4 separate regions of the Anser cygnoides genome follow, and all the other regions are linked to region 3. A link is a contact called in public Hi-C data. All regions are on one chromosome and are shown on one strand. Each heading gives the region's core, a stretch centred on a gene start, on an enhancer-like site or on the middle of the called end of the contact. The rest is flanking DNA. Distances are from core to core; before and after follow the strand shown. Region 1 has its middle 79 kb from the start of GATA6. Region 2 has its middle 39 kb from the start of GATA6. Region 3 has its middle 87 kb from the start of RBBP8. Region 4 has its middle 13 kb from the start of CABLES1.

Region 1 (3,444 bases), core at 166-2,665, 190 kb before region 3:
TGGGTTCCAGCCTCAACTTGGATCACTTTGTTTAAAGATTGGGAGCCTACATGTATTATAGAGAAACTGCATTAACGAAGTTGAAGAGATGTGTCTTCTAATTGCAGCCATGAGACTGGGATTTGTTAGATTTGATTTTTGAGTTTTCTGGGAGTCTTCACTCAAACCACATAGTTTGTGTTTCCTCTCATTCCTATGTGTAAAATGAGGAAAAAGTTATACTTGATGGTACTAGAAGAGATCAGCTAGTGTATGCAAAAAAGCCTAGAAGTGAATAAATGAGCTCCTGAGCAGCTAACACGCCTCCCCTGCCAGCCCCTTGCATGGTGGTATACCGGCTGTGCAGTGGTGTCAGACCTTTTTGTGGTGGAAAACTAAAATCTAGCTCCAGTGCTAGCTCACAGGCCTGCCAAAGACCAAACAGGCAAAAAATGGACTATTGTCTTCCACCTCCCAAGCAGCGGGAATTATTAACTTATTAATTAACTAGTAATCACATACAAATATGTATTTTATTATAGTTAACAAGTAACAGTCGTTATGTTTTAAAGCAGCTGGTGGAAGAAATCCACGTTGAATAAAGGCATTGAGCTGCAATATCAAGGAGGGGTGACGAAGTGCCAGCTCTGGACGTCCTTGGGTTTCGGCCTCGCGGTGCTGGTGGTGCTGCGGTGCTGGGTGAGCTGCCAGAGGGTGTCACTGCATGCGTTACGGAGAGGGAAGAACGAGGTGAGGAAAGGGAATAAAAGTTCAAGTGTAAATTTCAGTTTCGTTGTTGAGCTAGAAGTAAATACAGAAACATGGATGAATCAAATCCTCACTTTCCTGGAGATTACAAACATTTCCTGGAGATGCTTAATTATATTGAAATGCTTAATTATATTTATTTATTTATATGTTTTTTGAAATAAATATCCCGGCTGTTCAGGACCAGATCCTCTGATATAAAAAGTCACATTACTGCTGACTTCCATACCCATTCTGTCCCTGAGTTGTTTCCAAGTGCTGACTGTTATGCACGACGTGGATAACGCTGGTTTTAAAAAAAAGAGAGAGGAAAGAAAACCAGAGCAGGCTCTCCTCAAATCCTTCAAAACCTCCTGTATGAAATTGTTGGTGTTTGCAGACCTCAGTGCCAAAGGTCGCTCTGGCTGAGGGCGCCCGTCTTCCCCCGCCAACTCGCCGTCCCCACAGGCAGGCTGGCTGTGGAGCTAGGCCCTCACAGGCCGCTGCCACCAGAAGACGCACGTGTATGTGCTCGGCCAGCCCGAAATACACCAGCCTTGCTGGCTCTGGGCTGTTTACGTGATGTACATTACTACCTCGCGGTGCCTGCACTTTCGGAGAGGCCTCTTCCCCGCAGGCCGTTGCCAAGGCCCGCGCTGTCTCTGTGCGTGTTATCGCGAGGATGACAGTTTAAACAGGGCTTATCGCTGTGTATTCAATCAAGGTTTATGAGGGCTGATAAAGATGTCACCTAGTTGCTTTGTGTGTTCATTAAAACGCTATTCCTCGGTAGGACTTCACTGTATTATGTTCTTTTTTTTCCCTTTCTTCACCGATTTTAGCTATCTTCTGAGGAGAGGTGTACGTGTATGAAGGGGAGGTGTGCTTGCTTTAGCACCATTATTTCTGCAGGGAAGAATTAAAAAAAAAAAAAAGAAACTAGTTTGGTTGACCCAACGTTATCTGCATTTAATATCTCGTGTTATCAGAATTGCTTATTTAATAATTCAGTAAACTTTTCCTAGGTTTAGCTTGCCCGTGGCAGTAAAGCGATTTGTGTGCACTTTATCTGCTGTGTGGTGCGGTGGCTACAGCACAGGGGGGGCTGCTTGTCCCTAGTGATGCTTGGACGTTCCTTGCCGCTTGCTGCATGCAGACCCGCTCATCTCTTTTCCTGATGGGTGGAAACGGTGTACTTGCGACACAGAAATGTAAACCTACTTGGTGACTTGGTTCAGTTGCAAGTCAAAGCCTGAGGAATGATTGCTAGAAATAAATAGGTACTCATGTAAAATGTGTCGATAATTTTCATGTTATCTGGATATGATGAACAGTAACAGAAAATGGACAAAAATATTTTATTTTATTGTGTTCTAAGCTTCATTTTTTATTTTTATTTTTTTTCCCCTTGATCCATATCCTTTTCCCAGCTATAGTTTAGAATAAGTACACTGGCCTAATTGTATCTGGTAACATTTCCATTTCTGCCGATCTTCAGATAATCTCATTTTTACAGTAAGCAGAAGTTGTTCTGTTGCATTTTTGTTGTTTGAGTAAAATTTGTTGTAAAACAAAGCAGATACACAAAACCATAATGAAAAATGATTAGTTGCAGCTGTTTGCTGTATTATATAAGAGGGGAATGTCTAAGGAATCTATTGGCTAAAAAAAAAGTTGAAAATATCTAACAGACTCAGGACCCTAGCTCAGTCAGAAATCAGTTGAGATTAAGCCCGCGTGTTTAAGCTTTTTTGAAAAATGGGGAGAAACTGAATATCCTTAGTTGATTCCTTAGAGCCCCAGGCCACGGCAATTTCTTGTTGTTTATGCTGCAGCATATTGGCCCTCTCTGTATCCTACAAACTTTGTGAATACTGATAGCTGTCGGCATTTCACAAATGATTCTTTCACTTTTGTTTACAATTGCTGCTGGCAGGCACTGGGCTATCTAAGGCTTTAATGCTGTGCATGTGCTTTCATAATAAAATGTTATTCTATGAGGATAATAACACTTACTAGAGATCAGTATTAAAATTAAAAACAGAGCCTCTCCACCATCACTTGTTAACACTTCTAATGATTGTTTGCTTATTAACACTAATTTGTTATACGCTTCCATTTTAGCTCTATGATGTCTGGTCTAAGCATGAGGCACTTCTGTGTATAGTAATTATGCATAACCAGGCTGATCTCTGTAATAAAAGTTACTGTAGCATGATCTGGTCTGCTTTCTGTGAAATGTTTTATATTGGAACCAATTGTTGACCCCTGCCTTATCAATTCACTCTATCTGTTTGTCTTTAAACAGGAGTCACGGTAGTCTCTGGAATATTTGCCTGGGATGAAGCTATTTTAGCTGCTGCACTGGTGTCCATTTAACCTTGATCATGAAACACTCGCTGGTCATCCAGCAGTACAGAACTTTTTGAAGCAGAATTGCTATTGTTTGTGAATAGAATCTATGGAATATAGCAGAGTGGAGATCCTTAGGGCTTACTCCTTGGTGCTTTATGAACACAATACTGTGCTTTTTACATTTTGCTCTTTATTATCACTACAAAGCCTCTGTGGGCTCCAGAAGAGAATTAAGAGACCACTTTACTAATGTATTGTGCAAACAAATAACAAAAATACAGGTTTCACTAGACACTGTGCGCAGCAATGCCATCTACCTGCCTGCTTGTGTGTGGGAAGCATCTTCAGATTACACCATCATCT
Region 2 (3,435 bases), core at 871-3,370, 150 kb before region 3:
TAATTCTCAGAGTATCGCTGCCGAAACGCAGGTAGCACAGAGGCAGTACATGTCTCCTATGCCTAGCCTGTGCCTGTTGCTCCCTGTATGCAGCCAGCCACGGTCTCCCCTTGCGAAGGGGACAAGGTGAGCAGGCGTGCGGGTGTGACCCTGCCACCCACCGCAGAGGGGACCACAGGGCATCTCCCCGGGGGCTGGGACTGGGCTGCTTGTGGTGGTCCCAGCGCCTGGGATCAGCCTGGTGCCAGGCAGGGAATCCACCTTTGCCAGGGGAATCCCCAGCTGGCACTCCACAGCGTTTTTAAGGACAGCGAGGAGCCTTATCGAGCCTCCTCATCTGCGCCAGATGCTTCGCATTCCAGCGATGCGCCGCAGATGTGCTGAGCCCTACTGCATCCTGCTGTCCCCAGGGCCAGCAGCTGCCACCTGGGCTCCGTCCCAGGCGCAGGGGAAGGGCATGGCACGGCTGCCAAGGATGCCCCCGCGGTGTCGATAGCGGGTGACACAGCCCTGCCCCTCGTCTGTGTCAGGGGGACCGTGTGGCAGTGGGTGCCACCTGCGCAGGGAGGCCGCCCTGTGCACAGCCAAAGTTCAGGCAAACAGAGGGAAGAGGAGGCATGGTTCCAGCCTGGTGGCACCGAGGACACGTTGGCTGCCATTGGGTTTCGCCTTGAACCACAGCTGCCAGTGCCTGAGGTCTCTGCAGCAACAAGCTTGCAGTGGGACATGCCCTGGGGGAGCACCCTGCTCCCAGCAGAGTAAATAATTATGTAAATTAAGGCTTCTGACAGCATCTTCCCAAGTGCTGGTGTCTGCCAGTCCGGAGCCAGACCCCAGTGTTTCCCCATCGCTTGTATGAACACCACTTGTGCTCCAGTGTTTCCCCATCACTCGTGCTCCATCTCTCTATCTTCCATTTTTCGGTGTCGTGCTGTTCTGGGGCTTCTTTCTCTTTAAGAGGAAACTCGGCGGAAGCTGAGCTATTCAATATTGTTTCGTATTATTTGGTTGTGAAACAATTTAATTTGTTTATGGCTCTAAAGGTCAGATTTGACTGTTGCCCAAATTTCTAAAGAATAAAGAATGAATCAGGCTGAAAGGGACTTTGTGGCATGATAAACTGGAGAAAGAGAAGGGGGCTAGTGAGAATATTTAACTGGAACAGCAAGACAAACTTACCTTCAGTTCAGGTTTAAAAGCCTAGTCAATCATTACACATTTTTTATTATTTACCTGGTACAAAATCCCCCCAGCAGAAGAAGTAGAAAAACTCACAGGCCACATTCTTTCAAATTTTTAGTAGCTTGCTTGGCATTTTTTTTTCTTTTCTGTAGCTCAGGAAAATTCAGGTGGTATGGATTGCATTGGTGCATTTATAGATTAGAAATAAAGTGGCAGTGCATGGTGGCTGTGACTCCAGGCAGGGGATGTTTGTAACACTGATGAGACCAGGGCCAGCCGGGGACTTTGAGAAGGAAGGTGATTCTCACACAGTGAGCAGAAGACAAAGGTTGCATTTACACCTGGCCAGAAGGTTTAATCATCTACCATTTCCAAACATTGCAGGCTCACAATCTGTTGTGTCTGAGATCATAAAACATATCACAAACTGGAGACAAGAGAGCTGGGGCTTGATTGACCAGAGCTTATCTTTTCTTTTTTCTTCCTTCTTATTTTTCACTCAGTTTTCTGCTTTAAAAAAAAAAAAAAAAAAAAAAAAAAAAAAAGATGCTTCTTTACTGGTGTAGCAGGAAACATGATGCAAAGCAAAGCAATTCTGAAAATCCAGGATGAGTGGGTGATTTCCATTCCTCTCCGCTTCATCACACCAAACACTTGGGAGACAGATCACCTGGTTGCTCAAACCTTCCTCCCAGGCTTGCAAGGAAAAGAAATTGTGGAAAAGGGAACAAAAAATGGAGAGGAGTACTCAAAGAGAAGCGGGTAGAAACCTCTCGTAGGTTGGTTTTCCAGGTCCTACCCCGGAAATATCTAACACTGAACCATCTGAAACTCTGGGTGTAGGTGACTTTCGCCTTTTGGGGGGGTGAGGTTTAAATTATGGTAACAGTTAAAAATAATCCATCTGTGATGGGAGGGTTTTTTTTTGCAACATTAGCAGCATTTTCGCACTTCTGATCTGCTGTTGGTTTCTCCCGTTCCTGTAACCCGTTGCTGACAGTGAGGTTGGCGAGTTTATTGAGCAAGACCAGTAACTCCCGTGCTGCTTCCTTCTGATGGCCTCTGCAAGGTCGTCACCCTTAGTTGTGTGATGGTGGCCAGGCTGTGGAGAGGATCGTGGATTTAACACATGTGGGATTTCCCACTGTTATCCATGATGGGCCCTGAGAGCAAGCGTGGAAGGGCCATGCCCTGGCCACAGCTCCATCATCCTTCGTGAGGGTTGGGCCTGCCATGCTAGGGAGGAGATGTTGCTTTGCACCTCGTTTGGGTGCTTCAGCGCTGATTCATCAAAGCACTTAGCGCTGGGGGGAGGAACGGCCCGGTTGGGATGAAGGTTTGCACTGCAGACTTCAAAGGAGGCCCAGTTTAACCCTTTGACTTCAGTGGGGTTAGAGCCCCCGTTTGGAGGTAAGCATGTGATAAGCTGGGTTGGGACCACCCTCTCTATTTGGAGGGGGGCGTAAATACCTTGAGTTTTGGGGGTATGATCACCTGTCTGATGATGCCTCTGTGAGATTTATGCCTGCCAGCTTTAACCTGCTTTAAAAAAAAGAGTGGAGTAGGAGCAATAAGAGTTTCCCCAGGTCAAGCTCATCAATCAAGGCAGGATGGAGGGCCATCTGCCCCTGGCATGGCCAGGTGCCCTCAGGGTGTCCCTAGCACCCTGGGGCTGCCCACGACCTGATAACAAGAGTGGCATCTTTGATGTCGCCTGGGGCAGCAGCCACACAGAATTGCATAATCAAGGTCACTGGAAAATTACACAAAACTTTGCCCACATCTATTGGAAAAATGTGAAACACTTGCAAAAAAAAAAAAAAAAGGAAGAAAGAAAGAAAGAAAGAAAAAAAAAACTAACCTCATACCATGCTGTGAATGGCATGCTACAGTGGTGAGCTTTCCCCTCACTGTACCCTAGAAGTACGTATGAAAAAATGTGAGCGGACATAACAGCAATTAAAAATTTTCACTGATAGCCACATGAAATCAACTCTGAGGTTTCCCCTCTCTCTTCTTCAGATAAAGTTTTAATTACATGATGGTGTGTGAATATAATAAGTAATCATCTCATACTTCGCATTACTGAGTGCTGTCTCTGAGGAGTTTAAGGGGTGAGTTGGGTTTCACGTGCCCTCAGGAGCTGCTAAGCATTTGCATGGCTACTTGCAAAAAAAGAAATACCTAAGCTGAAAATATGTAGATGAAAATAAAGAGGAGAAGAAATTTCAGAGCTCATCTTTGGAAGAAGAA
Region 3 (3,510 bases), core at 633-3,132:
CCTAGAAGACCCAAACTCCATCCACTGAACCTTCCATCCAATGGCCATTCATGAGCTGGGACCCCCAGCATGCAAAGTTTTTCATTTTATGCAGACAAAAGCTGTATCAGCCATAGATTTCCTGCAAGCCACCATAAGTGAAAAGCAGAGAGAGAGACCACCAAAACGTAACCACGACAACAGTAATTCTTACAACATCTAGAATACAGATTGCTTGGATAATATGACTTTACTTTCATTCCCATTAAAACAGGAAGAATCAATCAGCCTAATTTGACCAGCTAAGCACAAAGCAGAGAATACCAAAGCACCTCGGTAAATAAATTCTATCTAATTACTAATAATTAGCTTAAAAATCCTCTCAGCAGTTATCTTGGAAATTATTTGGATCTTAAATCTGTAGGTGAAGCAGTTGCTACTTCTCTGTCTTCTACAGAAAACAGCCATCTGCTCCACAACAGAACACTCATTCCATTTTTTTTTCCTGGAATGTACAAATAATTGGTACAAACAGGAGAATTGCACTTCAGGCATTCATTATAAAGCAGGGTATTTTCTTCCTAGTGTCTGGATCTTGGATGAAGAATTAATATCTTTGCAATCAAAGAGAAGTTGCTCAATATTTGATATTTTTGGACTGTGCAATACAAATGTGTGTTTATGAGCCACATGAACATGCCAGGTGTCTTTGTTGTAAATCCTTATATAGCAGCATTTACTTCTTCTCTGTCCCTGCTTCTCCCTTATGAAAGAGTATGACTACTTTAAACCATAAATAAACACAGCTAGGGATTTACCATAAAGAAAATCCAAATGAAACTCTTTCCAGATTCCAGTTAATTTCCCCTGCTCATGAACAAATCCCTTTAGTGGATGAACCCCCATGCATGTGAAAGCTGTTGAGACCCCCAAATGCAGGAGGTAAACCATATGCATTGCATTTGTTTGCTTTAATGAAATGATTGATTTATTGGTCACAAATTCCTCAAAAGCATTTGTTTTTATCCCCTGGGTTCTTATCAGAGAGCTCTCCACATCAGTCAAAATCATGGCTGTCATTCACTGCAGGACAGCACGAGTCAAAGGCTTTCCCAGTGCTCCCCGTTTGCAGGGAGCCTTCCGCTACACCTGGAGCACGTCCCCTTCCAGGGCACAGTCACCCCCTCATCCTACAGTGGTTTGCTTCCTAGAATAGCTGGATTTCAGGATGAGAGCCTTCCTAATGGAGCTCGAGTGCATTTGCGGCACAATAGGTCATTTCTGGCTCACTTGCTTTCTTTTCAGCTCGTGGGACAAAAAGGGACATGGTTACACCATTTGCTTACATTGGTAGGTAAAGAAAACCTTAAATGTCACATGAGTCACTTGCACTCAATTAATTTCTGCTTGTGTTATTTATTCACGTTTAAGATATGACTTTTATTCTATATGTGACCTTCAGCAATGGAGCTGATAACAAGAACATTGCTTTGGAAAAGTGAAAGGTTAAATATTAACCAGAAAAAAATAGTTCTAAGACAAACATTTTGAATGTGTTTTTCTTCTTTTTTTTTTTTTTTTATTGAATTTGGAAGCAACTTGTCACTTCCCCTCTTACTGCCTCCCCCGTATGACTGTTGTGCTGCTGTCCTTGACATAGTAGCTGGCAGATGCAGCAGGTCCCTGGGCTTCTATCACCATGTGATGGACTTTTCTCAGCCTGCTACACGTCAGTCAGATCTTGGAGCTTGATGCAAGGTCTTACATAATTAGATTTTCATTAACAATTTCTGCTCTTCCTCACCTTCCAAGAGAGAAGCAACCCCTGTTGCCTGTGGGGAGCGAAAAAAGACACAAAATAAAGTGGGCTGGGGACAGGACGAAGCACTGACCAAACTTCAGAGGCACTGCATGAGTTTGGAGCACTGATTTGGGCAGATGTCTTTTCTTCTCTGTGATCAACAAGCTTCTCTCAGGCATAACCACTGTTCCCAAGAATTTTAAATTTAGTTTACAGTGTGAGTCAACCAGGGGGGAGGGTGTTGTGCAGCTTTAGAGGCAAAAAGTCTATGCATCATTAAAAAGGGACTGAAAAAAGAAAAATAGTCTCTACTTACAAATCTAAGTGCCTATTTTACCTGTGTATCAGTTTATCTTTTGTGTGTGTGTGGAGACACCTTTGTTGAGCTCCCACTCTGCTCTGAAGCTACTTCAGCTTTTCTTCTGTAAGGCAGTCTCCAATCTCAGTCACAACAACATTAATCAAAAAAAAGTCTGTAAATCGATGATGTTGCTTCTGCTCCCACCCATTTTTAGAAGCCCAAAACATGGGACGTTCATATCTTTTATTCAGTAAAACAGCCTAATTGCCTGTTGTTTGGTTAATTTGGGTAGCAAAAATAAACCACCAAACGTAAAGATGAATGAAACAGCTGAGATAAAACCAAAGCCAAACAAACATCAACAACAACAAACTAGGTGGCTGGAAATGGGTAACTCCTGCTTCAGGAGTCGTTCTGGGTGGTCGAGGCTCCATCTCAGCCCACGGTGGGACAGGGTCCCGGGGCACAGTGGAAGTGTCCACTGGCCCCGTGTCCTGCTGGCTCCTGTCCATCCTTCCTGCACGGCTGATGGCCATGGCCTCCCAGGGTTGTTCGACCTGCCCTTCCCAGCGGAAAGATTGCTCTCCTGGCAACTCTTCAGTCTGCCCGGAAAACAAACAAACAAAAAAAAAAGAGGGCAGGAAAAGCTATAATCATTCAGCTGATAACCCCAGCATCTTTACTGGTTTTAGGTGGGACGGTCTGGAAATCAAAACTTGCTGTCGCTTACAATCCTTACTACCACGGGGTGATAAAACACTGCTACTCGTCTGTATATCTCACCCTCTGTTCAGTCTCTAAAGATCTGTAGACTAAGTGATGTCTTCTACTAAAGAATGACACCAGGTTAGCCTGCACTGTAGGAACAGGGATTTCCTTTCATCAGTTCTTATTTTGCCATATTTCAGTTTTATTAAATGTCCTCTTGTCCTTTGCCATGGAACGAGGTGAATAGAAACCTCCTGGTCTTCTTCCTCAGGACCATTTATTATTTCATACAATTTCCTCATGTCTCCCCTTATTTACGACTCCCACGAGGCAATCTGTGCTGGGATAACAGCCTGCCCTACCGGTGTTTCTAATGCAGCCACAGCCAGATTGTACCAGAAGCCTCCCATAATCATCTCTTCATGGAAGATTTGCAGCCCAGGTCCCAGACCCATAAAGCAGGCTTGGCTTGAGGCAACTGGGGCCTGAGCCCACCACTGTGTGCCTTCTCCCAGCCCTCCCCACCCAGCCCACTCCCTCCCACCTCTCTTTCATCTCCCTCACTAGGCTCTCCGCAGAGCCCCCCTTCCCCAGACAGACGATCCCTTCCTGTCGCCTCCCTGGGATGGACTTCTTCATTTTTCCTCAGCCAGCTCCCCTGGACAGACTCTTGGTTTCTCACTGACTTGCTGCTCTGTTGAGGTTTCTTGGCCTGGGTCCC
Region 4 (3,220 bases), core at 540-3,039, 140 kb after region 3:
CCCTCAGGAGGCTGCCCTGGGACTTCAAATTCAGCTCTCTAGGGGACAGGAGGTCGATCCCACTTCTCAGCAGCTGCGTGTTGTGGAGTAAAGAAACTAAAGCGAAAGAGCTGGGTGAAATCAGACATGTAGGGTGTTGCCTGTGCTCGAGCTGCAAAGCCCTCTGGCCGTGCACGCCTTCAGAAAAGGTGCACAGCCCTTCCTCTCGCCTCCCTAAACACCCACCCGGCTCACTCCACAGTCAGACATTCCTGGAGCAGGGGTTTCCAAGGCCGGTACCAGGGCAGCGAACACGGACACGTGCCTGTCACAATGAGCGGTCAGTATCGTGACCCAAATGCAGGATCCCATCATCTAGGCTGGTTCTGAGTATCTCAGAGAAGGAGACTCCACAGCCTCTCTGGGCAGCCTGTCCCAGCGCCCTGTCACCCTCACAGTAAAGAAGTGTTTTCTGATAGCCATGGGAAGACCAATACATCTGCTTGGAGGTCCACAAAACCACAGCTGTGACTGAAAGAAGGAATACAGAAAAAGCCACGGTGAAAGCAGCTTCCTAGGCCTTGTTTTAGGACCTGTCTCTTCCACAACCAGGCCTCGCTGTTGTATTTTAGGTTGGGGGTGTCTGTGTTTCCTCATGAACATCCCCGGGTCCCAGCACAACCTCGGGGTACACGGCGGGGCTCAGCAGTGGAGAACATGAGGGCCTTTCTGCCTTGACACTCGACTTGCTGCGCTAACGCTTTCTGGAAGTCAGATTTCTGTTTATTTATAGACAAATGAAAATATTATGTCTACTTTCATGTGGCAGGCTCAGAAAACAAGAAACAGTCACAGGAAAAGCATTTGTGATGGAAAGTTGCTGTCCTCTCCCTGGGACCGTTTGGTCTGTGAGAAGAGAAGGAAAACGGGGAGGGGGGAAGGGATATATAGATATATATATATGCATGCATATATATAGTCTGTATGTGTTTATATTTTAAATATATATTATATATAGAAGTAAGAATCATAATCTTAGAAGAAACCACTATGAATATTTCTCATTAACATGAGAAGAAATAATACTGGTTCTTATAAGGGTCAGAAGGCAGCAACGTGTGCTCCACGGATGCGCACATCCTTGGTGGGAGCTGGAGGCCTGGACATCGGTAGTTTTTGTGAGGGCATGAATGAAGGACAAATAAATCCAGGCTCCAGCTCCCACCCTAGCTTTCCTCTGGGAAGCCTCCTGGCATGCTCCTTGCTCTCTGGGTTTTTGAAAACCAATTATAATGTCAATTATCATATTTTTATTCTTTCCCTCTAATAAAGAGCATCCCTAAGAGTGTCTCATCCACATGCCTTTCCTCTACTGCACCCAGCATTTCCCCAGCTTTGGCCAAGCTGGCGGCCCTGACCCCCTTCCCTCTCTACCTGCCACATCGCCTCTGTGAGCCCCGAATCCCAAAAAATCAGCAGCATCTAAAAATATCAGCATATATATATAGCATATATATACATAGCATATATATATATATCATTGGAGGCCCGACTCACCCATGCAAAGTGCCATCCTGCGGGATCAGTGCTACAGGGAGTGCAGAAGGTGCACGTGGCCTTTGCACTGTCCCTGCCAAGGCAGATTGCATTGCTGCAAAGTACTTGCTGGGGACCAAATCTGTCCTCGCTGGAGGAACCTGCTATACCACAACAGGCATACGTGCCTTTGTTTCTACTCCAAAAACAGAGCGCAGTTTGAGGAGGGGCTCAATGCCATCCTTCTTCCACAACTTTAAGAGCAATTTTGAAAATTGCTCTCTTGTGACCTCAAAAAAATACATAATTTTCTATAGGAATTGCAAATATGAGAATTCAGGGAAAAAATCTCCCATCAGGAAGACATTTTCCCAGACTTGGATGCTACAAGCAGCGGAGCCCAGCGCGTGTGCAAACACAACGTGCCTCTGGCCTGAGCGGGCGAGCAGCACATAATGGGGCAAAAATCACACGTGGTGACACCGGCGAACATGCAGAGCACGAAACCCTCTGCTAGCTCTCCCAGAAAAATAGCCTTGAACAAACCAGCCCCGGGCCATTTCGGACGGCAACAAAGCTAACAACGAAACCAAACAGAGAAATATCCTGACAGACTTCAGCTCAGTGAGCAAACAAACACAGAAACCCGGGTTCCAAAGAGCGGGGGAACTCAGTTATGAAACGAGTTTTTGGTACAAAAGGAAGCTTAAAGCCACCGCTGGTGATCAGGCAGGGAGGAGGAAGGTCGCACTGGGTGTCAGGCCACACTTCACACACACACAGATCGTTCAATCAATATTTGTCCTGGAATCGTACCCGGTGGAAAATTTCGAATTGAAAGGTCAGCATAATTCAGTGCTCACTTTCATTCATGCTGCATGCTTGGAAGAACGCGTGTTTTTACATCTAGCACAAAATAAGCTTCATAAATCCAAGGATTTTTTTTTAACCAAAAAAAAAAAAAAAGACAGACATCTTGGAAGTAAGCCCTGTGTTCGTAATGCCTCTCAGTTACACCTTCAGCGGGACAGGGACCTCTCGCCTATGATTTTAGCAAAATAACCGCGGCACGAGGGGGGCTGTTTAAATCCCCAGGCTCTGGACCTAATGGCACAAATCCACAAACGTGGGTGAGAAGTGAAAGCTCCAGAAACCTCCCCAAAGCCGGGAGCATGGGCACTGCTGCTGCCCCGGCACGCTGCGAAGGGCTGCACGGGGATTTATCCCCGCCGCCCCTGCCTGCCTCGGCCATGCCGGCATCGGGGGTTTTATTTAAGGTCACTCCAGGAACAGCGGAAAGATCTAATCCCGTGATCACCAGACAGCTGTTACCCCCTGCCTTTGTGAAAATGATGATCTCAAGTTGAGGATCTTGTTGCCTTGAATCATTGTTTTTTTTCCCCCCGTGTGTTTGCCGTAACAGATTGTTTGCTCGCATTCGGACTGTAAGGTCATGACTCAGTTTTTTTCCCCCTATCAAGAATTAAAGGAAATTTGAGTGTGTGCGGCCCTAAACATGGACTTTAGAATTTGGCTCCAAAAAAATAATAATAATTAAAACACAAACAAAACAAACTAAAAATAGAGAAAAAAACAACGCTCTTGCCTAGTGACTTAATTACAACGTATGCACAAAGCACAACAAATCATCCAGCTCACTCAAGGCTGTGATACAGCTGATGGGTGGCATTCAGATAACTGCCAC

Evidence for each region. Hi-C and Micro-C count contacts between places; a contact is called where the count stands out from the background.
Region 1: a Hi-C map of liver shows a contact between it and region 3, with 2.7 times the contacts expected there. The contact joins two enhancer-like sites.
Region 2: a Hi-C map of liver shows a contact between it and region 3, with 6 times the contacts expected there. The contact joins two enhancer-like sites. A contact is called at or near these places in 2 of 7 Hi-C or Micro-C datasets (both in liver).
Region 4: a contact with region 3 is called in a Hi-C map of liver, with 2.6 times the contacts expected there. The contact joins two enhancer-like sites. A contact is called at or near these places in 2 of 7 Hi-C or Micro-C datasets (both in liver).

The regions. Positions count from the first base shown.
Region 1 is chr2:113,608,791-113,612,234 of Taihu_goose_T2T_genome, forward strand. No RefSeq gene overlaps it. Among named protein-coding and RNA genes, the nearest start is that of GATA6, 79 kb to the right of the region's middle. Within about 2 kb of position 1,416, at least 2 of the 3 cell types and tissues checked have open chromatin away from gene starts, as enhancers often do. A contact at or near this core is called in liver, where this site is marked.
Region 2 is chr2:113,648,546-113,651,980 of Taihu_goose_T2T_genome, forward strand. No RefSeq gene overlaps it. Among named protein-coding and RNA genes, the nearest start is that of GATA6, 39 kb to the right of the region's middle. Within about 2 kb of position 2,121, at least 2 of the 3 cell types and tissues checked have open chromatin away from gene starts, as enhancers often do. A contact at or near this core is called in liver, where this site is marked.
Region 3 is chr2:113,798,984-113,802,493 of Taihu_goose_T2T_genome, forward strand. No RefSeq gene overlaps it. Among named protein-coding and RNA genes, the nearest start is that of RBBP8, 87 kb to the right of the region's middle. Within about 2 kb of position 1,883, at least 2 of the 3 cell types and tissues checked have open chromatin away from gene starts, as enhancers often do. A contact at or near this core is called in liver, where this site is marked.
Region 4 is chr2:113,941,617-113,944,836 of Taihu_goose_T2T_genome, forward strand. No RefSeq gene overlaps it. Among named protein-coding and RNA genes, the nearest start is that of CABLES1, 13 kb to the right of the region's middle. Within about 2 kb of position 1,790, at least 2 of the 3 cell types and tissues checked have open chromatin away from gene starts, as enhancers often do. A contact at or near this core is called in liver, where this site is marked.